Linked DNA regions of Mus musculus: region 2 is linked to region 1. The links are chromatin contacts, called in public Hi-C maps. All regions are on one chromosome and are shown on one strand. Each heading gives the region's core, a stretch centred on a gene start, on an enhancer-like site or on the middle of the called end of the contact. The rest is flanking DNA. Distances are from core to core; before and after follow the strand shown.

What was found. A called contact is a pair of places that touch in the nucleus more often than the background predicts.
Region 2: a contact with region 1 is called in a Hi-C map of cerebellum, with 1.8 times the contacts expected there. The contact joins the promoter of Kcnj6 here to the enhancer-like site in region 1. A contact is called at or near these places in 1 of 39 promoter capture datasets (maxillary cranial neural crest), 4 of 484 Hi-C or Micro-C datasets (the N1E-115 cell line, cerebellum and cortical neurons), 3 of 115 datasets of contacts at active chromatin or transcription factors (embryonic forebrain, embryonic stem cells and neural progenitor cells) and 1 of 9 other capture datasets (pancreatic islet).

Annotation. Positions count from the first base shown.
Region 1 is chr16:94,954,833-94,959,862 of GRCm38.p6, reverse strand. All of the region lies in intron 1 of Kcnj6 (potassium inwardly-rectifying channel, subfamily J, member 6), which reads left to right. Among named protein-coding and RNA genes, the nearest start is that of Kcnj6, 40 kb to the left of the region's middle. Within about 2 kb of position 2,517, at least 23 of the 459 cell types and tissues checked have an H3K27ac peak or open chromatin away from gene starts, as enhancers often do. A contact at or near this core is called in the N1E-115 cell line and cerebellum, where this site is marked.
Region 2 is chr16:94,995,000-95,000,029 of GRCm38.p6, reverse strand. It overlaps Kcnj6 (potassium inwardly-rectifying channel, subfamily J, member 6), which reads left to right and starts at 2,334. Exons shown (of 4, transcript NM_010606.2): 1 at 2,334-2,843. Gm31407 (a long non-coding RNA gene) reads right to left here and starts at 1,802. Exons shown (of 2, transcript XR_385080.4): 1 at 1,306-1,802.

The DNA of each region.
Region 1 (5,030 bases), core at 1,268-3,767:
GGAGGGCTGAGGAGACCTGAGACTAACCAGGGAGGGCTGAGGAGACATGAGACTAACCAGGGAGGGCTGAGGAGACCTGAGACTAACCAAGGAAGGTTGAGGAGACCTGAGACTAACCAGGGAGGGCTGAGGAGACATGAGACTAACCAGGGAGTGCTGAGGAGACCTGAGACTAACCAGGGAGGGCTGAGGAGACCTGAGACTAACCAGAGAGGGCTGAGGAGACCTGAGACTAACCAGGGAGGGCTGAGGAGACCTGAGACTAACCAGGGAGGGCTGAGGAGACCTGAGACTAACCAGGGAGGGCTGAGGAGACCTGAGACTAACCAGGGAGGGCTGAGGAGACCTGAGACTAACCAGGGAGGGCTGAGGACATAGCTCAGCAAGTGAAGCACTTGCTGCAGAAGCCTGAGGACCTGAGTTCAGATCTCTGGAACCCATGTAAAGCCAGACCCAGGAGTATATATCTGAGGAGACTCTTCATTCATGAGCCAGCTAGCCTGTGTCTAGTGTATGCAGTTGTGTATACCAGGGGTATGCCCAGAGTGTATGCCAAATCTGCCATAGATTTCTGGGCCTGAGCATCTTTGTGACCAAGTGCCTTCATCATAGACCTCACCTGCTACTTGAAGCCTAGGCCTTCCCACTTCCACTGCCCTGATGTGTAGGCCTTCCCATTTCCCTGAGGTGTGGGCCTTCCCCAGTTCCATCTCAGTGAAGGTTCTGTGCTAGGAAGATGCTCAGTCAGTAAAGAAGATCTGAGTTCAAACCCTAGAAACCATATAAAAAGTTGGGCATGATGGCGTGTGCCTGTAATCCCAGGAATGGCAAGAAGGAAAATGGAGACAGACAGATCCCTAGAACTCATGGACTAGCCTGGCCTATGTGTTAAACTTCTAGACCAATGAGAGACCCTGTTTCAATAGAGAAGTGAAAGGTGCTTAAAAACTAATACCTAAGATTGTCCTCTGACCTATGCACACACACAAGCATATGCACACCTACATACGTGTATGCACACATGTACACACATATACACATGCATGCATACACAACCACACATGTATATACATGTACATCCACACACATGTATACATGCAAACACACACATATGTACATATACACATGTGCACACACATGCACACTCACATATGCACATACATCATATGCATACATACACACACATACACACATACACACGTACACACTTCCTTTCTTTGCCTCACAATCCTACAGTAAGATGATTCCATAGCAAGTGGTTTGAAGTAATGCATACCTCTTTGATGGCACTTCAATGCATCTAAGCACTCTACAACAGGCACAGGCCATGAGTTCGCAGAATGTGGGATGTGGCTCCACCCTGAACCTATCCAGAGTGTTAAATAGAGCACCATGACACAATACCAGAGGACCTATAATGGAAGGAAAACAAGCAACTAGCGTTTCCCTCTGAATCCCCAGCTTGACCACAAGTCCGCCTAGGTAAGAGAAAGTGTTCACAGTCTCCAAAACAATCTCTAATTCTCTATAGTAGACTCAGAAGAAGGCCACAGTGCACATGGTGATGGACATTGTACCAAGATGCCCTGTAGTTCACAAAAGCCACCTTGTGTGCTCTTTCTCCCCCTCCTCCTTCTCCACCTCTTGCACTTGAGTTATTTCTGTATGTCAGGGTGTGTTCCCCATAAGTGCTTAAGTATATATCTCCCAAGACAGAGATAGCTCTTCTCCACACGGTTTGGGAATGCACCCTTTCCTCAGCCCTGACTTGCTTGTCTGTATAGGGACAGAACTAGGAACAGAGATACTGGCTTTGCCTAAAGCCAGAAGCATAAAATCATAAACATGATCTGCATGAGAGAATGCTCAATAGGGAGAGGGCAAGAAAGGTGACTGCAGAAAGTCAAGATGGGGATGCTTGCTACCAGAAGGAAATGAAAGGGGTTGAACTGGTTGCTTCCTCAGGCACATCAATCCCAGCCCTTGGCATGACCAACCCCAGAATAGCATATGATGATGCTCTTAAGACAAGTTCTGTGATGTTGAAGTTCAGAGAACCCAGAGAATAGCCAGAAAGTATCTGAGCCTGTCCCCTCCTGTCCATCCCCATTCCTCTGTCCATGACTGTATAACCAACAGTAAAGCAAGTGCCATCTGCCTCTGTGCCTAGTCCTGCAGAGCACAGAGCCTTAGGAAGGAATCTCTGCCTTGGGCTCCCTGGATTCTGCTCCATCCCCCTTCTCATCTGCCTTCTGCTGTCCTTGGGGAAAAGGAGTTGAACAGCTGCTGCCCAACATAGAGAGAGGCCCCAGGCTGTGCTTGGTCAATGGCCCACCTTACAGCTCATGATGAGGGAAGCCATTTTTCCTTTCCACTATGTATGTATCCAAAAATCAGAGGCCCTGGGATTGTCCACAAGACGGCTATTACGGGGAATCCGTGGTTTCGTTAGATTCACCACATTTGGCAGAACAGGGTTCCATGGCTCAGCAGTACCGGGGAGAATCTCGTGAATACAGCAGGCTTATGCAACAGCCGGTCCACAGGGAGAGAGGCTGCCCAGCAGATGCAGCCGTCCTGACTTCTGCCTTATGAATTGGAAGTTTGTTGTTGGATTTCAGGTCTCATAAGGAAAGCTATTTTTCTGCTCCATTTAATTGTGTGTTTATTTGGGTTTGGGGAATCTGTCTAAATGCCATCCGTGATGAAAATCCATCTTTAGTAATATAGAATCAGACCAATCTCTGATTCCCCATCCTCTGATTTTATATAGAAAGGTTCCAGGGTCAGTCAAACAATGTGGGGGTCATGAAGTTCTCCACAAGGAGAGAGAATATTGCAGGAAACTTCAGAAAATGCAAAGTCTGGTCCTCACATTCCCTTACAGCCCTGGGTGAGAAAAGATTCTTCCCACTGTAAAGTCTTCTGTGTGAGTCTTCAAGTGAAGCTATCCAAACTCAGGGAGATTGAGAGGGACAGAGTGCAAAGTGGGACAGATAAGGGGGGTAGAAGGCAGAGGGAAAATACACATTTTGATTTTCAGTGTATGATCCAAAACTGCGCTCTATATGATCCAATTCCTTTAGGTTGCCTGTTATTTGTAATATATCTCATCATGTAGAAGCACTTGAAATAGAAGGTGTGTTCTGGCACTGTTGGATGAATGCCACCGAGTCACCACTGTGGACATCCTGTTAGCTGAGAGAACTGCTGAGTCACTGTGACACGCAGTTGATGCTCTCTCTAATGGCTCCAGCGATGGCTAAAAGCAATGTGTTGATGCTTTCGGTTACACTTATAAATGTTTCTGCTTCTGCTTACTATCAGTTTTTGTTCACTTATCTTACAGTGCTGTTGTTGGACTGTATCCATCCTCTTGTGACTGTGTTTCCTTGGTTGACAGAGCCTCTGATCTTACTAACTCATCTTGTCAAGTTGTGTCCGCTCTGCTCTGCTTTGCATTGTTGGAGTTCGTCAAAGGACCCTTACTCACAAAGACCACAGAGATCACCATCGCTGCAAAACACATGAGGATTTTTATTATTCCAACACGTTGGGGACTCCCCTCTCATCACACAGGCCAGAGGAGAGACCCAGAACAGAGAAAGAACACACTTTTTATACCTTTGTAAGGGGAAGATTTGGGCAACAGGGTTCTCATTGGTGTAGCAAGTAACCCTTTCAGGCATTGGTTGGCTTTATAGTGACTAAGTAACCCTTTGGCCTAGTGACTCACTTTGCTTGCCCCCATGGTGGGTTATTATGATTTGGTCAGCAAAGAAGTAATACATTTTGAACTTATGGATCAGCTATTAATGTCACAGCTATCAACATTAAGGGGATTGTAAGCGACAAGGTCAGGGTGGTTTGTGGTTTTTAGTCAGAATTCAGTGTGGGGCGGGGGACAGGAGAATTGTTAATTTGTTATGGTTATTTCTCTGAGAACAGCTAATATTGTTTTGGCAGCTTGTAGGTTCAGTCATTTTGAGAGTCAGGGTTTCTCTGTGTAGCCCTGGCTGCACTGAAACTCGCTCTGTAGACCAGACTGGCTTCGAACTTTGATTCACCTGCCTCTGCCTCCCAAGTGCTAGGATTAAAGGAGTACACCACCACCAGCCAGTTTGTTTATATTCTTATGGTATGTAATTTTCAATAATTTTACTTTCAACCTATATCATAATAATATTTAAGTGGATTTCATTTAAACAGCTGTATTTCCAGCATAGAGATAGATTTTTTTATTTATAAATTCTCCTAATCTCTGCCTTTAAATTGGCATGTTTAAACCATTTACACTTAATATAATTACTAGCATGTAAAAAATTAGTTATGCTATGTAATTTTTTTTACTTTGCTTTTTGTTGTTATCCCCTGAATCTGAATTTCTACTTCATCTGAATTTTTGTGGGCTACTTCAACATTTTTTATAATTTAATTTTGACTTTTCTTCAGTGTTTTCACATGTATTGCTGTCTTTATGCTTCCTAGTGGTTTCTCTGAACATGGCACTCTCTATACTAAGTTACCTGTTGCTGATGGTATTTTTACCAACTCAAGGGAAGTGTGGAAACTTAGGTCCTTTTACATCTGTTTTCCTTCTACCAATTTTGGGTGTCAACACATGCACTGAGAACCAAATCAGACCACACTTTAACTTGTTCGTCAACCATCGAACATATAAATCTGAAGAAGTCAGAAAGGACTTTGTGTTTATCTGTGTATTAGCTCTATCTGTATCTTCTATACTTGTGTGATGTTTTAAGAAATTCTTATTTAATCATTTTCTTTCTATTTAGGCAACTGTTTCTTTGAGGATAAGCCTCCTGATGGTGAATTCTCTTTGTTTTCCTTCATCTTAGAATGCTTGTATTTAACTTAGGAAGGATATTCTTGCTAGTTGTACTAATTGACTTTCTCATTGCTATGCCAAAATTCTGGGCAGAACTAGTATTAAGGGGGAAGTGTTTATTTTGGTGCAGGGAATCCAGGGTTTCCTTTCATCTCCAAGAAGCACAGGGAGAGAGAAAGTG
Region 2 (5,030 bases), core at 1,085-3,584, 40 kb before region 1:
CCCTGCACACCAGTTCAGGGCAAGGCTGGTCTGCATATGCACCAGGAAGACAGCCTGAGCTGTAAATTGACCCAGTCCGTGGTGAGGAAAAGGATAGGCCAAAACAAATGGTGCCCCGCAGAGATCATTCATTCCGTCGATTTTACTGGCTAATAGGCCTCTATTAAGAATTGATATATGGAGGGATCAGGCTCACCTGTATAATTAATTAATCCTAAAAGCCAGGGCCAATGTCAGCTTCGGAGCACAGCTCTACCTCTAGGAGGAAATCCTCCTGGCTCCTTGCCTGGCCTGCATTTGACACTGTAGGACAGGCATGAGACATTGCAGACATGCAAGTGCAATGTGCTTCAGGAGTTTGAGAGGTGGGTCCCTGAGGGCTCTGAGGGGCAGCATCCTGCAGCCCCTGAGCACAACTGATACACTCAGGCAGATCTCATTGTCCGAGCTCCAGGGAATAGATGAATTCAGATGGCCTCACAGAACCCCATGCCAATTAAATGTGACCTGTCCCATTCAAAGCACAGTTGTGTACTATTCTTGAAGCTCAGAGGACCACACACAACCCTAGCTGCAGTTTCATGCTGGGGGTTCTGGGGGGTTAATGGAGATAGAACATATCTCCACTGTCTAATTTCAAGTGCCCTGTGAGAAAGACACTTTGGAAATTCTGATGGAAATATATACTAGCCATGCCCACTTTGCAGATTAAATAAAGCACTCTTTACACAGTAGTGCTGAGAACTGATCTAATGTTCCAGGGCTAACACCCCTAGGCCCCTAGGGCATTGTTCTGCCAGGGCCTTGCTTTGTCTTCATTTCTGACACAATTGCTAAGCCCAGCAGACTTATGTAGCATAAGATCACATGTTGTGCATAGTAATGCCTCTGAATGCCACACAAAAGCTGAGGCACGAGCAACTGAGATCACAGTCCCTCGGGGAAAATCATCAACAAATACAAACTCGTAGCCTGTGTGGGTAAGGAGGGCCCAGCTGTTGATGCAAACTGAGGTAAACACCTTTCTGTAGCAAAGTTGGCTCAGAAAGCAGACAGTCTTCCTGAGAGACATTAAAAGATACAAATAGGGGCTGAGATGACTTAGAGCTTAAGGGCCTGCATTGCTCTTACAGAGGACCCAGATTCTACTCCAGCACCCACACTACCCAGCTTATAATTCCCTGTAACTCATGCTTTGGGTAATATGATGCTTTCTTCTATACTCTGTGGGTACACACACACACACACACACACACACACACACACACACAACACACGCATGCATGAACATGCATGCACACCTACTTTTAGAGCGCGAGTTTAGAATAAAATATCATTCACTGCTAAGAGCAGATCTCGATGAATCCCTTCATCAGAAAGGGTCACCTTCTTGAGCTGTGAAGTAAACAGAATACCCCGTGGTTAATAGGGCCATTATAGAATTATCAGCCAGTGGTGTCAATTACTTTTACAGACCCTTGCGAAACTATTTCTCCTTGGGTTAAAAATGCATAAACAGGTCTGTACTTGGGTGGAAGCTAGATGCGAGAAGGCTTTGGAAATGAGCTACTGCTTGCAAAATGACCGTAAAAGAAAGTCAGGTTGTACTGTGGGATGCCCCCTGAAAGAACCATGCAAAAGCAGGTTAAATCCAAACTAGGTGGCTGTCCGAGGGGTGTGTGTGTTTACAGGCAGTTGAGATTATACTCAGAAAGCTCAGAAAGCTTAACCAAAGTAGGGGTGGGGGCAGCAGCTGGCACTACGTCCCTGGAGTGGTGGATAGGATAGAGAAAGCACAGCACAGACTTGCTCTTAGATCTGTGTGAGCAAAGTCTTGGGCTGCAGGCCCCCCCCCTCACCCCCACCCTCAGGCCCCTCTTGCTGGCTAAGGCCTCTCTGGGCTGTGCTGGCCACGTGTGATCTATTTCAGCCCAATGGATGGCAGTGAAGAAACCCCACTTTTCAATTTTCGTCAAAGCTAAAAGAGAAGCTATAACAAGTAGGCATAAACTGATCCTCAAGTTTAGGACTTAAGTGACATGAGGGAATGGAAGGTTCCTGTGCATCTAAGACCCAAAGACTCCTCACGCCCAGCACTAGAAACCCCTATTTCTCGGTGGCGCTCCCCTGTTTTAGCGCCTGAGTCCACTGCAGGTTAAAAAGAACAAGAGGCTGGGCGAAGGGTGGGCAGCTAGGGTCCGGCTCCATCTCTTCCGCCTCGCCGCGAAGCTGATCACTGTGTCGCCTCGGTTCTCCAGCGCGCGGCGCTGCGCCCGCTTTTATCCAGAGACGCGTCGCTTCGTGCGCTGACAGCGCGGCTCAGCCCGTGGGGCTGGAACCGAGTAGCATTCGTTGAATCTGCGGCTTTCATGACGTCTCCCTGCAAGGTCTATCACTTTGCTCCTAAACGAGGATTTATTCCCTCTGCCACTCAAGGCTGTCCCCCAGTTTCCTCGCAACCGGGCTTCCTCCTCAGTCCCTGCCCACACGCGCACTCCTCTGCCCCGCGGTGGCCCCAGCGCCCAGCCCTCCAGCCAGAGGGAGCCAGTCACCAGACGGCAGCACCTGGCTGGAGAGGTTGGGCGGGCCGAGGGTGGGGATCCGCGGGAACCGGCGAGTCGGAGCTGGAGCAGGAGCTGGACCCAACCGCTAGCAGCAGAATGGAGTCTCCTGAAAGCCTGCCGGGGCTGATGTGAAATTGGACCATCTGCTTCCAGTTGGTCTGTTTCCTCCTTTTCTTGTATTTTCTTCCCTCGCCATTCACCGTGGAGTGAATTATTGAATCTTGCTCCGTTCCGAGAGAGGCGATCAGGATGGAGTGAACCTACCCTGTCCACTACAAGGTAAGCAGTGCGTTTGAGTTGCTGAAAGCGAGGAGCTGGCATGGATCCCAGACAGATGTTCCGTGTCCTAGGATCCTCGAGCCTTCGGGTCCTGGCTGCCAGGTCCCCAGCCCCACTGTGGCTGCTTGCATTCCCTACTCAGCGGAGACATGATGCTGAAGTCCACCAGAGGCAGGAAAAGCTGCCTTTGGTTACATAACCAAAAGGAAATGTGTCTCATAGGGTTTTCATTAGCTGCTTAAAAACTCGCCTGGGTGGGTGGCGGGAGGAGGGGTCTGCCTGCCCTGGGCGCTAGAGAATGGGTCAGTTACTGTGGACCTTGCTCCAGCACCTCTAGTGAAGATCAAACATACAGATGATCCCGCAGGCAGGGGCGGCTGGTGGGGTAGGCAGGGAGAGTTAGGAAAAGCCCATTGTCTTGGTGGAAAGCGGTAGCCTTGTTCTGTTTGGGCATAAAGAGGAGAGGATGCGAAGGAGGAAAAGTGAGCAGAAGGGCGAAATGAACCTGAGACAGGGGAGGACTTCTCATAGTCTTCATCAGTAAACCCGAGATGTGCCGTGCTGATGAAAGACAAGGACTAAGTAAACTAACTGAAAGCAGGGAACACCAGGGTCACACGAAGTGTTTATGGCATTTAGGGGCTAGATGAATCTGCTAACTTAGCTTCTCTCTGGATATGTGTTCATTTGTATCAAGACGTTAAGCTTGGGTTAGTTTTTTAACTGAAATGGTATTCTTATTCCCCACGCCTAATAAGCCCTGGGTGGATCCACAGGTATATATACAGGGTTCAATATGGAGAGAATATTAGAGGGGGAACAGATCTACATAGAAAAGGTCACAGAAACAACCTGAGCTTATTGAAAAGGAAATAACAGAATTTTCCAAACAACCCCTTCTTCACCTCTACTTCCCCCAAAAGGAGAGGACTGAGAGGGGGGAACCCTCCAGTGTCTGGGAGTTTGCAATTCATTATAGCTTCAGTGTGCTCCCAACTGCTTTCTCCAAAGTCTCCGGGTCCTGGGGAGCTCTCAGGTACCGTGTGCTATGCACTTCCGTTCAAGCACTAATGCCCTGGCTAGCTTTCTTTTGGTAAAAAATAAATAAATAAATAAAAATGGAGAAGGACAATGTCCGAGAAAGTGGGCTTGCTACAATCAGGGCTGAGCTAACTAAGCTTCGCCCATTTTGCCTGGAGAAGGAAGGCGCTGAGTCTCCATGGCGACCCAGGTGGGAGGAGACATAGCAGCTCCAGCGACAGGAAAAACCGTTGGACAAAACTTTCTTGGCTCCAGGCAAAAAAATGCCCACCGTGTGCCCTAAGGGTATCCTAGGGTATCAGCTGGGTCCAGCTCCCTAAGAGTGATCCACGAGAGGGCACTTATATCCTGTCAGGCTCTCCTCCAACATGGCAAAGTTTCCGTAGATGCCATTCTGAGCAGGTTCTGGTTTCAGCACCAAGGCCAGAGCAAGGTGCAGCGAGTTCATGTCCCTGATAGGATGGCTGCCCCTAGCAAACTCTAGATCTTGTGGTCTTGGGAAGGCAATCTCTATCTATCAAATTCCCTGTTCGTGCTGAATTCGGGTGTCAGATTATCCATGGAATTATGTGGCACACAGGAGTTAGCAAATCAACCATTTCATGCATGATGGTGCATCAGAGTAACTGCTCAAAATAAACACTGAAACCGCAAAAGATCAAAGCTGACCTGAGAACATAGAAAATATCCCTCCTCGAGGAAAGGAAACACGCACGCACAAGCGCGTGTGTGACACACACACACACACACACACACACACACACACACACACACACACGTGTGCTCGAGTGAGATCAGATCCCGAGGAAAACAGTTGAATTTGAACCAAGTATCTGACTCACAGAAAACGTTCACAGGCTCCTGCCTCTCTCACACCCTTCTGTAACTTTCTTTTGGACATAGATTTTGGGAAAGTGCCATGATAGCATCCTGACCAGTAAGAGACCAGCCAACCAACTCCTGCCTAGGGTCCCAAGATCCAAGAGAGTAGAGAAACAGTTTGCCCTTCATCCAGACTTGGCTGGGTCCTCAGCACCATGAGGAGCAAGAGTTAGGGAGGCAGAAGCCGGCTGTGAGCTCCTCTAGTCAGCTTATGAGCACGGTAACTGGCTTCCACGATTGCAGACACAGTGAGGGGGGAGGAAT